2 separate regions of the Sus scrofa genome follow, and region 1 is linked to region 2. The links are chromatin contacts, called in public HiChIP or PLAC-seq maps. All regions are on one chromosome and are shown on one strand. Each heading gives the region's core, a stretch centred on a gene start, on an enhancer-like site or on the middle of the called end of the contact. The rest is flanking DNA. Distances are from core to core; before and after follow the strand shown. Region 1 holds the start of PLCL2 (inactive phospholipase C-like protein 2). Region 2 holds the start of OXNAD1 (oxidoreductase NAD-binding domain-containing protein 1).

Region 1 (3,675 bases), core at 978-3,477, 600 kb after region 2:
GAATGACTATGATGTTTTGGCTCTTTTTCTAACTCTAACTTCTATGAATTTTACAATGCCATGAAAACACTTCAGCAAGAATTTTGGCAAAATATTTACAAAGTCTTCAATAACGTTGCTGACAGAACAGGAGAAATGGAAAGCCATCACTTAGTAACTGCAATGAAACAAGCAGGAAGGAGGAGAAACAACTGCTTACTATGCTGCTTGTGATGAAAGAAGTCTGAGTTTAGCTATTAAAAAGCTGGGGGCTGAGAACTGCACATGTCAGAGGAACATGCTGCTTCCTGTCACCAGATTGAAGGAATGGTACCTGCAGCCTGACTGGCTGTGCGATGCAGAAGTACAGCCATAACAACTGCAGGCGTGTGACCAGCGACTTGTGGGAGACAAGCACTTAGGGGGATGAAAAGGAAACTGGCACAGGCCTCGCTCTTCTGGCATCATTCGTTACAGGTCTGCCAAGATGCTTTGGGAAACATTTTAATTTAAATGCCAAGTCTATTTCAACGAAGTCTCCCTGGCTTGACCTGTTGGGAGTCCAGACTGAGATGGATAGGTGCTCCTTTTGGAGAGCATTAGGCGAATTAGATGGTGGCTATAGAAAAAACATCTTGGATATGTCCCCACTCACCCTGGGAAACTCATAGTACCAGTTGCTGGATATATTACTCTCACAGCATGTTACTAGTGATTGGTAAATGCAAGAAAAGGCACAAATATCTCCAGGTGTTTATTCAAAATATCAAAATTAGAGGACTTCAAGAAAAAAGGCCCAGCATTCTTCCTCTCCTCCCCTCAGCATACTCACCGACTCCTCTTATATAGATTCAATAAGGCAGATTAAGAACCTGATTTGAACTATTTGAATACATTTTCCTGCAAAAATATCACAAGACGAAAAAATAGAACCAAACTAAAAAAAAAAAAAAAAGGATGGGACTGTATAAAATATTAAAACATTGTTGTCCATCGATGTGAAAATATTTCTGTTAACGTGTAGGCCCAGGTTGGCGTCAGATGGGTTACAAAAACATGAATCCAGAAGATCAGAAGAATTAAAAACGCCCCCAAGAATAACACGAAGGTATTTGAAGTTGCTTCAGAGGCAAGGGCGGGTATGCATGTGTATGTAAAACTCCTTTCCTTGAGGGCTATTTGGCAGTTTGTTACAACATCATGCTAAAGAAAGCAAGGTCTTTAAGTTTACCCCCCAGCGGACTATTAGTTTCTCCTTCTTGCCCTGCGGGAAGCGCATTCCCGAAAAGAAGACACACTAGTTGGAGAAGAGCTGGGTGCTAGAGAAGGGCTGACGGCTGGAGCCGGGGAGCCTGGGACAGAGAGGTGGGTGGGGCCAGGCTTGGGTGCGGCCTCGGGTACCAAGCTGTGGAGTTTGGGCCCTGCCTGGCTCCAAGGATGGAGATCTAGGGGAAGTACTTGCACGGGGGAGCAACGTGATCAGGGTATTTAGGCGGGTCACTCTACCTAAAGCATTGGCGTAAAGGGGAAGGAGGGGGACCAGAGTGACGAAGGACGAGCTGTAGTGATCCAAGTAGGATCCTGCCTCCAAAGATGTGCCTGACCTAGGGCGGGTCGTCAGAGAGCCTGACCAGCTGCCGTCCCTGGCGGCGGGATCAGGAAGGGCACCGGGAGTGAGGGACGATGGTGATAAATCCCTGGAGGACGATTTAGAGGGCACAGAACAGGCTCGGCCCAGGTCCTCTGCTTCTCACCTCTCTTCCCCTCCCGCCCCTCCCCAGCATCCTTGCAACCAGTTGAATCAGTTGAAACATTCACATTTCAGGAGCTCAAAGGAACGGAATTGATTTCTGTATGTGAAGTGTCTGACCCAAGGGGTAAGCCCAGAGGGGAACGTCCAGAGGGTCTTCTCCCGAACTGGGCAGAAATGGAACGAGTCCCGCGTGAGGGGCGGAGTAGGGGGGCGCTCAGCGGCCGAGCTCCGAGCTCTAGACTTTCGTGCGGCCCCGCGGCCTGCGCGGTCGTTGCCCCTCGGGGCGCTGGCGGGTGATTGGCAGTTGCCGCAGCTCTAGGGGGACTGGGGGACCTCCGGGACCCGCGGCCCCTTCCCGTCGCGGTCCTCTGGGCGGTGAGGTTCCCGCGGCCCGATGAGCCGGTCGGGCGGGAGCAGCCGCGACGGCGGCCACCTCGGGCGGGAGTCCGGCGGCTCGCGGTGGGTCGGAGCGGCGGGGAGGGTCCCTGCGGCCTGTAGGGGGCAGCGCCGAGCCCGGGAGGAGACGGCCGCGGCGGGGTGGGCGAGTCTCCGCCGCCCTGCCCGCGGTGCGCTTCCCTGGAGCCGCCGGCCCAGGTGGGGTCCTGGGGAGACGTGGTGGGCCCGGCGCGCGACGGCCTTCGGGAAGTTGGGGTCCGGGGAGACCCCACCGTCGCCGCCGCGCGCCCGGGGCCGAGAGAGTCTGGGGAGGCTCCTCCGCGTGGCCGAGGCGCTTCTGGGAGCCTGCCGCTTCCCCGAACCCGAGGGGGCCGCCCCGGTGCCCGCGCGGTGGGTGCCCCGAGCCCCGGGGTGGGCGCCCGGTTCTCCGGGGTGGGGCCTCGCGCCCCGGCCGCGCGGGGTTTGTGGCGCCCGCGGCGGCGCGTGTGCCGGGCGTGTTTCCGTCCCGGGTGCCGGGCGCCGGGCCCCGCCGCCGTGCTGACTGTGTCTCTCTTCTCCCCCTGCAGGAATCTTCCGATAATCCTGCCGCCGCGACTCTAACCGTGCGCGAGGCGAGCTCGAAACCAACAGCACATCTAAATTTAAAAAAAAAAAAAAAAAGCGGAAGAAGCGGCCGAGGCGGCGGCGGGAGGAGGAGAGGAGGAGGGGCCGCGCGGCCCGAGGCGGCGGGGACGCGGGGACGCGGGGACGCGGCTTTGTGCTGGCGGGTCGCGGGGCGCCCATGGCGGAGTGCGGCCGGGGGGGCGCCGCCGGCGGGGCCCTGCCCACCTCCCCGAGCCCGGCCCTCGGGGCCAAGGGCGCCCTGAAAGCCGGGGCCGGGGAAGGTGGCGGCGGTGGCGGCGGGCTCCACGGCCACGGGCGGGCGCGCTATGACAGCGCCGGGGTTTCCAACGGAGACTGCAGCCTCGGCGTGTCCGGGGACGAAGCCCGAGCCAGCCCAGCCAGGGGCCCCCGAGGCGCCGCGCTCGCTCCAACCCCCGGCCCGGCCGCCTGCCCCCTCCCCCGGGAGAGCAAGCCGGGCGGCCTGCCCCGGAGGAGCAGCATCATCAAGGTAGGTGGGAGAGGGGCACCCTCCGCCCGCCCCGCGCCGTCCACGGGGGCTCTTCCTGAGGGGAGTGCTGGTGTCAGGAGAGGGTTGTACCAGGAGCCCCTGCTGACGGGAGCTAGGGATGCACTGGTGCTTGGGGTGGTTGAGCAGGGATTGGGTGCATATGGCATTTGGGAAGAATGGAGAGGTGGTCCCGAATGTGCAGGGGAGCTGTGCTCAGACATCTCCCGTGCAACTTAGGGCTGTCACCTCTCCCAGGATTGGCCTGAAATGATGGCCTGTACCTGCTGGGCAGGGCACGTTCTCCTGGGGTAACCTAGGCTGGTAACAGACTCCTTGTAAGGTTTCTATTGTATGTTAAAGACAGTGATTACGTGAAAACATTTTCTTAAAAATCCCAGGCAGCAAACAGATTATTTAATAGTTTTCTCCCCCCACT
Region 2 (4,093 bases), core at 289-2,788:
CAATATAGCTGCTTATTAATGTTTTTTTCCTGTTTGTTTTTGGTTTTGAGGGCAGCACTTGCTGCATATGTACGTTCCCAGGCTAGGGGTCAAATCAGAGTCACAACCACAGCAACTCAGGATCTGAGCCGCATCTGCGACCTACACCACAGCTCACTTCAAAGCCCTATCCTTAACCCACTGATCCATGCCAGGGATCAAACCCACATCCTCATGGATACTAGTCAGCCGTAACCCACAACAGCAACTCCCTTATTAATGGTTTTTAATATTTGTTTTAAAAACACAGCATTTACATAACACACTATTAGGTTTTCTTTTTTTTTTTTTTTTTCCTTTTCTTTTTAGGGCCCCAGCCCCGGCATATGGAAATTCCCAGGCTCAGGGTTGAATTGGAGCTACAGCTGCCTACACAACAGCCACAGCAATGCAGTTTCTAGGCTGTCTGCAACCCATACCACAGCTCATGGCAACGCTGGATCCTTAACCCACCGAACAAGGCCAAGGATCAACCCACATCCTCATGGATCCCAGTCGGGATCACTTCTGCAGAGCCACAATAGGAACTTCCCCAATAACACACTATTAGAAAACATTCTCCTGCGCTGACGTATCACAGGCAGACTGCTCTAGGTCTTTGCAACCCTCCTCCCACCTTTTAAAATTTGACCCCTTACTTTGTCATAAATCACTCTAATAATGAGTGAGCAGCTAGGGCACGTTGCCACGTCTTCCCCATTCTCCAAATCTTCCTACAACAAAATCAAACATCGTATGGTCAGCATAGTCTTCCCTTGGTGACCTCCTCCTTCCCCCAAACCTCCCACCTCTATGGGCAAGCTCCTTTGAGGTTGGCCTCCCCACAAAGCATGTGAGAACCAAAACACCTTCCAAGAGAAAGACCAGCCCCACTCTTCCCTGGAAGTGTCATTTGGCGGAAATACCTAGGAGGGTGAGTCAAGGTTCAGTGGCCTCAAAACCCTTAGGAAGACAAAAACACGTCTCTTCCTCCAAAGGAGTATCCCAGAAGTGGATCCTTAAGTGGATAGCGAGAAGACTGATGCCCCTCGCCATCCACACCCTACCCTCCCACCACCGGGGGCCGACTAAGCCAGAACTTGTGCCCACTGATAGCGCAGAGTCATCAACTTCGGGGGAATTCAAAAACGAATAAAGAAGGACGTGGGTAACTATAAGCCGCGCGGATCTATGGCAGAAACGCGGCAAAGGGAAAGCGCGCCTGCTCCGAATTGCCGGGCTGGATTCTGTAGCTACCTTGGTGATGCAGAAGTTATCCCCACACGGGCAGGGGTAGAAGTACGTCTCGGAGTCCTCGTCATATTGGAAGTCCTCGATCTCCACTTCGTCGTGAAACACCGCCATCGTCAATGGGACGAGCAGAAGTCTGTCACCTCCGCTGTCCGACCCAGGCCGGGGCCGGTCCCAACTTCTCCGGCGCCGGCCCAGCCGGCGTCGTCACCGCCCCCTTCCCCGGCGCAGGAATGACCGTTTCCGGCGCATAAACAATGACGTAACTATGGGCTTGAGGCCAAATGGGTGACCGGGTAGCGATCACCTTGGAGATGGCTGAGCTAGGGGGCGGAGACTTGAGTTACCGGCTCTCTCTGCTCTGTGAGGTCCCGCACCGCTCCACCCAGAGGACGGCAGCGACCAATGAAATGTGGGACTCGCTCGTGCGGCTGCTGCGTCACGTCCGGGACACAGGAAGCTCTGCGGAGCCGGGGGAGGGGAACTTGGCCCGGGAGTTAGAACTGAGTCCCCGCGGCAAAAGCGGGAGCGGAGTGGAACTTGCTTACTACGCGGGTATGGAAAGTGCGGCTTCACTTCGCGCACCTTAGACCTTAACCAGACCCCGAGCAAGGCCGCGGCCGGCCTAGGTGGCCTGCACCCGGCCCTCGGCGCTGCTAGGGAAAAGCGGGCGTGGTTTGCTGCGTCTGAGGCGGCGGCGGGAACAGCTCAGCCTCTTGGACCTCTGTCCCTGCCGCCCCAGTGGCGGACGAAAAGCTCCCTTGGAGTTTTGATTCACTGAGTGACCTTGAGCTCAGAGCGACGCGTAGTTTGTAGTTTCGGCTGCACTCGGCTGTTCAGGTACATCCCGCCTCTTCCTCACCCCAGATTATCTTCAGATGCTGTAATTTGGGCGAAAGGACCAAGCAGGATCTGTTAGGCAGGTTGAGTCCTCTTTGCCGAGCACGTAAGATTCTTAACTACAGTCAAGTGTTGCGCTAATTGTAATTCTTCCGTCAACCCTGGGAGTTTAGATGTTATTCCGTATAATTAATCTTTAAACTGAGATACAGAAAGTCAAGTATCTCGACTAAGATCACATACCTAGGAAATGAAGAGCCTGTATGTCCCCAAAGCCTAGGAACAAATTTCTTATATGAACCAGAGTTTCTTTCTGCGAAAGAAATGGCATCAACATGCGTAGTTATTATCTTGTGGTCTTTGTATACCTTGAAGCGGAGTGCAGTTGAAAGGTCATTTGTCTTTGGAGCAGTGCTTGTTCCTGTTGGTGTCAAACGGGGTTTCCTGGGTATTACTCCGTTGGTAGGCATTTATTCAAATCGTGGTAGAGACAGAATGCAGTGAAAGAAGAAATGCTGAGAAACATAAGATAATCTAGCTCTGGGAGCTGGATATTTACGTTCTTTGGGCCTTGCTTCCTCATCTGACAGAAAAAGGTTGAATTAGAGATGATTTACAAGATTCTTTTCAGATCTAACATTCTACTTTTGCATGGAAATTACAACTTTTACTTGGTTCAGCAGTCACTTCTGTCATGTTTAGTTTGTATTTAAATGATACATATGCATAATACATATGTCCACAGCCCTATGCTTATTTATGTATACACACTCAAATGTTTGCATGAAGTTATCAGTTTTGTGCACCCTAAAGTTCCACCTGGTTTAGGCCTTTTAAGGCTTGAAAACCTAAAGGCAGAGGACTCTTTGGGAGAAGATTTAGAAGTGACATTAAAGGGGTTCATAGATTATTTCAGAGGCCTCACAAACATTCCATTTTGCCTAATTGGAAATCTGCATAGCAGTTAGGAAACATTTGTTAAACATTTGTTAAGCTTGTTGAAGTTTAACTGGGATGATTCTGTTGTGAGCAAAGGAAAAATTCCAGCAAAGCCTATGTAGCTCAGAGGCTGCTCCCTGTATCTTTGTAGACACGGGTATTTCCCAGGTCATCTCTTGGAGAGAAGACAGGAGAGTGTCCAGTGTCAGTTCTGTAGTCCCATCCCAGTGATCATTTTGAGGTTGGGAACCATCTTTAGTTCTTTACTACTTTTGGCATAAGTACCTGCAAAATAAAGGTGACTTTTTTTTTTTTTTTTTTTTTTTTTTTTTTTTTTTTTTTAGCACTTGCTCGTTTGTTTTTGCTGAGCCTGTGGCATGTGGAGGTTCCTGGGCCAGGGATCCAACCTGTGCCACAGCAGCAACTGGTCTGCTGCATTGACAATGCCAGATCATTAACCCACTGCACCACAAGAGAACTCCAAGATGAGCCATTTTTGAATGTACAGAAATGGGTGCAGTCATATTTGGCTTATGGAAGTATAAATTGGTAGACCTTTTAGAAAGCAGTTTTAGAAAGGATCTATCAAAAACAAGTTGCTAGGGAATCTTAAAATCTGAGGTTAGTAAACCTAAAAGTTACAGGAGTTGGGTAATTTTTCTTTATAATTTTTTTTTTTTGGTAATTTTCCAACTTTTCTTTGTGCATTGCCTAAAATGGAAAAAGAAAAATCAGTGAACTGCATATTAATAATTAACACTGTGCCAGACCCTATACTAAATGATTTACATGCATCATGTCATTAAAACAGCTCAGTGAGGTACAGGTATCATTAATCCCATTTTCAACACTGAGAAACCTAAAATTTAGGGGCTTAAGTTTAGCTGCTGGCTTAAAAGGCAAAGCTGGTAAGTGGCAGTAAGCTACGGTGAGAACGCAAACCTGTCTGACCCCAGAAACTAGGCTCTTAATTACTTTTTTTTTTTTTTTTTTGTCTTTTGTCTTTTTGTTGTTGTTGTTGCTGCTATCTCTTGGGGTCCCGAGC

Evidence for each region. HiChIP or PLAC-seq counts read pairs in DNA pulled down with a chosen protein or histone mark.
Region 1: an H3K27ac HiChIP or PLAC-seq map of alveolar macrophages shows a contact between it and region 2. The contact joins the promoter of PLCL2 here to the promoter of OXNAD1 in region 2. A contact is called at or near these places in 1 of 5 promoter capture datasets (fetal liver), 2 of 47 Hi-C or Micro-C datasets (embryonic fibroblasts and liver) and 1 of 2 datasets of contacts at active chromatin or transcription factors (alveolar macrophages).

What each region holds. Positions count from the first base shown.
Region 1 is chr13:3,990,003-3,993,677 of Sscrofa11.1, forward strand. It overlaps PLCL2 (inactive phospholipase C-like protein 2), which reads left to right and starts at 2,228. Exons shown (of 7, transcript XM_021069677.1): 1 at 2,228-2,326; 2 at 2,695-3,239. The coding sequence starts at 2,910.
Region 2 is chr13:3,394,348-3,398,440 of Sscrofa11.1, forward strand. It overlaps OXNAD1 (oxidoreductase NAD-binding domain-containing protein 1), which reads left to right and starts at 1,539. Exons shown (of 8, transcript XM_001925300.5): 1 at 1,539-1,824. The coding sequence starts at 1,554. DPH3 (diphthamide biosynthesis 3) reads right to left here and starts at 1,509. Exons shown (of 3, transcript NM_001243616.1): 1 at 1,276-1,509; 2 at 678-752. The coding sequence starts at 1,383.